Linked DNA regions of Hordeum vulgare: region 2 is linked to region 1. The links are chromatin contacts, called in public Hi-C maps. All regions are on one chromosome and are shown on one strand. The core of a region is the stretch at or near the end of the contact, and the rest is flanking DNA. Distances in the headings are between cores, read along the strand shown. Region 1 holds the start of LOC123451870. Region 2 holds the start of LOC123397180 (O-fucosyltransferase 9-like).

The links. A called contact is a pair of places that touch in the nucleus more often than the background predicts.
Region 2: a contact with region 1 is called in a Hi-C map of leaf, with 2.5 times the contacts expected there. The contact joins the promoter of LOC123397180 here to the promoter of LOC123451870 in region 1. A contact is called at or near these places in 4 of 6 Hi-C or Micro-C datasets (leaf and seedling).

Annotation. Positions count from the first base shown.
Region 1 is chr5H:238,496,261-238,498,960 of MorexV3_pseudomolecules_assembly, reverse strand. LOC123451870 reads right to left here and starts at 1,318. Exons shown (of 3, transcript XM_045128416.1): 1 at 1-1,318. The coding sequence starts at 1,088.
Region 2 is chr5H:238,875,457-238,878,156 of MorexV3_pseudomolecules_assembly, reverse strand. It overlaps LOC123397180 (O-fucosyltransferase 9-like), which reads right to left and starts at 1,377. Exons shown (of 10, transcript XM_045091829.1): 1 at 826-1,377; 2 at 1-27. The coding sequence starts at 1,203.

The DNA.
Region 1 (2,700 bases), core at 69-2,568:
GCAAGTCCAGATGGTGAAGAACCAACACACCGTTTCAACTGCATAGATGGTGTGGTGTCCGAACCATACACGCCCCTACTAGAGTAAAGCATATCCAATTCTCCATCCCTGTCACTACGCACATCTCTACCAGGGCCAAGCCTTTCAATTTCTCTGCTCCCAACATATGGGCCAGACAAACGGTCATGGTACTGAAACCTGCTGTCGTCTTGAGGCAACCGGGTACTTCCAGCGCCAAGGCTTTCCACACCTTTCACCGTTGAACTCCCTGTCAGGAATCCAGTCTCTGTAAGTGGCACCGAGGGGTACATTGTCCTAGCAGCCAATGATGTAGGTGGTGGCGGCGGCGGAGGCGACCTGCTGTCCAGGTACATTGAGCTAGTCCTTCCAAATCCTGTGGAACTAACTCTGAGTTTCATGGCAGCGTCTCCACAAAACCCATCCTCCTTGTTAATGCTCCGGCCACCAGGGCCTCCAAAGAAGACACTTTCATTCTTGGCAGCACGCCCCTGGTCGTATGGATCTTTTGGGAGCATGTAGTCCGGTGGAGCATCATATCTCCCGTTCGTCGCACAGTCGCCACGAATGTCAAAGCTCCTGTTTGGGCCGCGGTAGCCGCGACCATCATGGTTTCCTCTTGAATCGCGGTCGCCGCGACCATCATGGCTTCCTCTCGGGCTGCATCGATCGCGCTCCTGATGACAGGGTACCCTCCCGTAGTCACCTTGCCCGTCGTCGTCCCTGGAGCGACTTGCGCGGTGGACAGGAGAGCGGCTGCGGAACAAGCGGTGGTGCGGGGAGGGGCCGCGAGGACTCTGGCCAGCACGGTAGCCCGGGGAGGGGCTACGACTGCGAGGACTGCGGCGAGGACGGTAGCCCTGGCAGGGGCTGCGACGACGACGGTAGCCCGGGGATGGGCTGCGACCAGCGCTGCAGCGGGGGCGATTTTCAGGCCGGCGGTCCCGTATACCCATGTCGTTAGGGAGGCGATCACGCATGCCCCTGATGTCGCGGCCACCTCCTGGCCGTTCGTCCCTTCGTCCGCGCCCTCCTACCCATCCACCTCCTCGTCCCCCCCGGCGTCCCATGATGTCGACTCGACTGCGGCCACCGGAGAGATGCGCAAGGGCTGAGCGGATTTCAACCCTGGGGGTGGATGAGAAAAGGCTGTTTAGATCTACTAGGATTCGATCCTCAGATGCAGATTGGAGATGATGGTGGTGGAGACGACGGAGTAGGCGGTGGCGGCCGTTGTGTTGATTTGTGCGGCGGAGACGGCGGGGGGAGTGGGGCAGGCAGCGGTGCCCGGTTGCGGTTGGGATGGCAATTTATGCCGCTGGTGCTAGGCCTCCGCGGTTTGGGCCTACTAGTAAGCCGTGCACGTCTTTATGGTCAATTCTTTTGATCGATTCTCCCATAATCTTAAAAATCCATCCAGCTTCTTTGAGAATTTTGAATTCGTATTTTTTATATATAATCATAGCTACTACCTCCGTCCAAGTGTATAGGACATGCGCGTAGTTCTAGGTTGTCAATTTAACTAGCTAATATATATTATATACGATAAAAATTACATATTAAAAAACTACATCCCCGCATGAAACTAATAATATATTATTTATTACATATAATACATATTTAAATAGTTAAAATTAACGACCTAGAACTACGCGCATGTCCTATATACCTGGACGGAGGGAGTAGTTAGAATGTAAACAGCTAGGATTGTAAAAAATATAGGGATACAAGATTTTGGAAGAAGTTGTGTGAAGGGTCAATGTCGTGAGAATGATCGTGACAATAATACGAGGGGTATGAATGGGGGGCAAAGCTTAGCTAGGGCGCAGTGGATACACATGGACGTACGAGTTCGGGCCCCACTAAGAAGTGGTAACAACCCTACGTCTCGAACCCTGGGGCTAGTGTTTGCTTATAGAATATGTGATAGTAGAGAATGCTCAACCCTTGGTCACGAGCCCGGGGGTGGATTATATAGAGTGCACCACGACCGGCCAGATCTCATTACAAGGCGAGTAATTGTGAAAGCACAATTGCTTCCTAAGGTGGTTTTCGTAATTAATCACAACATATGCATCATTGGACTAATGAGTTTATTCAAGTATATTTTAGAAAAGTTCAAAGATGCTTTGGCTATAGGATTGTGAGGGGATGCCCCTTGATGCAAGGAAGGGATAGGATTGGCTCATGCTTCAAGCAAAAAGACTCTTCATTTTATACTTTGTGAAAAATTATTTTGAGTCCATAGGAAAACCAATACTATTAAAAGGGGATGACGTATTATGATGAATTGGTTGCTCAAGTGCTTAGAGGTAGAGACCAAAAATACTCAATCATTCTCCCGCAAAAATATTTGTGTCCAAACCCAAACCAGCAAAATCGGTGCCACCAACAATTTCCATTCGGCCCTACCGACTTTACACTTGACACAACCTACGCCAAATCCTACCATCTCGTTACCACCAACATTCCTATTGGTGCCACCGAGATTCAATGAACAACTTTCTATTAAGAATATTTCAAGAAACGGAATTTCCAGTTTGAAATCGGCCTCATCGAGATTTGGAAACTAGTCTAGGTGATCATATCGGTACCACCGAGATTCATATATCGGTCTCACCGAGAATTCAAAAGTTGCCACATTTAGTGCAACTCGGTACCATCGATATTCATTTCGGTGTC
Region 2 (2,700 bases), core at 128-2,627, 380 kb before region 1:
AGAATTTGGATAACGTGATGTCATTAACTGCACCATACAAAAAATATGATTATTGACAAAAGCAGGTAGGTTCGATAGACAAAAATGAATATGCTGGAAGTTCTTAGGACTGATTTAAGAAGTTGGTTCCTCCTTGCGAACATATTTGATGCTCCCAACCTGAACTGAACAATACTAGACTCTGGAGTATTTTGGAGCGACTGATTTAGCTCTGAGTTGTTCAGTTCAGAGTATTTTGGAGCAATACTAGACTAATTTAACTCTGAACTGAACAGCTCATTTATAATGACTGCATTCACAACCTGCCACGCAGAAGATCTACCACCAAAAATCTATAGTTAATCTTCCATCGGAATCGTAAGGAGATAAGGATATTTACTTCTAGACATTAACTTCCTTTTTTTTTGGCAAAACAGAGATATAGTTTGATGCCAACAAACAACAGACTAGTAGTACGCATGAATACATCCAAAGTCACGAGCGTAGCCGTACACAACGGAAATGCGGGGGCGCATGACCTCGTTCACAGGAAGGTAAAAACTAGGAATCGAGAACTAGACTTTTTGCGCAAATCACTCACATACCAAGAACACCAGCTCACGATACAATAATGTATTGGGCGTCGTTCCCGTGATAAATCAGAGAAAAGGCACCAAAAGGGTTCCGAAATTCTCCCCGAACATTTCGCCTAATGCGTTAGCGCGTTGATTGCGTTGTGAAACATGAAGAAGTAGAAGAATCGAACCGAAGAAGCAGGCAACAAGCACGTGAGAACCCCAAATCTCCCCAGGGAGCACGGTAACTGCAAGAAGAAAGACCACCCACCATGCTGCGACGCCACGGAGAGGAGGTGGAGGCAGAAGCGGAGGTGGCAGTCGAAGCGGACGCGGCGTCATCGCGTATGTCCGGCCATAGCCGCTTAAACACGATGTGGCTGCGGTAAACCGACCCCGGCGGCGGTGGGGACGGGGCGGGCGCGCGCCGCCGCCGCAACGATGCCACCGTAACGCCCGCGCGGCCGCCGATGTCGACAGAACCCCCGCCTCCTAAGACGAACATGAGCAGCCCCGTCGCGTATGCCAGCGCGAGGAGAAGGAGGACCACGGCGGCGCGGCGCCTCCCTCCGCCAGCGCGCCCCGCCTGGTGGCGCCGCGCGGCCTTGGCGGCACCGCAGCCGCTGCGCGCCGACGGGGCAACGGACATCGCTCGCTCCCTCAGTGGTGGGGCTCTCGCGGGATCATGCGAGCTCTGCTCAGCTCGGCCATGAAGCGGGTGGCCTCGTTGGGGGCGCCGAGGTTTACCGCGGAGAGGACCGGAGGAGGAGACCTGTAGTGGAATCGTATTGGCAACCGCCGGTGTGCGAATGGTCTCCTCCTATTGGTGGATGCTCGCCGACTTATTGACTGTTACGTGTGCCTTGATTGTTTGTGGCTTAAGCGAAATTCCGGGTTTTATACAGATTTACAAACAAATACTACCATTTCTTTGTCAAGCTTAACAATTCTACTTCGGTTTCCAAAACAAAATCTATGATGGCTCGTCACCGTCTTACAGCATTTTTAATCAATCCCGTGCAAAATAAAGAAGTAAACTTTGAAATAAGCTTTAGAAGGGTATATTTACTACACTAAATTTTAACCATTTCTAACGGATCCCTTACACCTAGCGAAGTAAAAACACTTTTTACCATAAAAATATATTTTATGTACATAGTTTATTTGAACTATAAATGATTATATTCATCCTTTCTCTATAAGCTTCACACCGTTCTAAAGTTTAGTGAATAGCTCAAAGAACCATTGTGATTTTTAAGAAGGATGTGCATGATTATACCTTAGATACAAGGTGCATATGATTCGTACGCGCATCTAGAGCCTAGGCTCTCTCACAAACACATGATTTGCACGCACACGTGTGCATGCTCTACATTGCACGCACGGAGACCTTGTTCACCTTTGCTCCGGCCATGGCCATAGTGACGCGGGGGTGGTTGGTGCCCTCATCGCGCTGCCACATGGAGATCGTCCGCCTGGCGGAGCCGTTGACGACGATGCGCCCAGCCACCGTGAGGGAAAACACGACCATCTTGTGCCTGCAGAGCGCCCCGTCGTTCCTCCGTGCGTTGTCCAGTTCAGCTATGCGCCACCACTGCTAGTGGGGCACGGCCCGTCCGAGGATGCTACGTACACCAAGCGTGCCTCCGCTGCCACGGCAACGACGACGAGGGCAACGGAGCTAAGGCGAAACTAGCATCGACGAGGCCTGCTGTTAATGAGGGCAACGGAGCATCGGCGGTGAGGTCGCCGACGAGGCCGGAGGTCACAACCGTCAACAAGGAAACTTCACATGAGTCGCCGGCCAGCCATAAGGAGGCCTTTGCGTGAAGAAAATGTATTCTCGGTCGCCTCCAGACGGAGTATATTTAGGGGTTGAATAGGGACTGGAGTAAAATTTATCCTCCCTTATAGGTTTTACTAGGACTTCGGCTAGGTGCGGCATAGAGGAGTAAAACCGGATTTATCCTCCCTTATGGCCGGATAGGGGATCGTTTAGAAATGCCCTTAGGAGGAGGAATAATATCATATCTCATATCGTAAGAAGGAGGTCTGTACAAATAAGGAAGAAAAGACCCTACACACAATGTAAACCAATGCAAGAGCTAGACTCCACACTCTACACACCTTACACACCGACATGGAT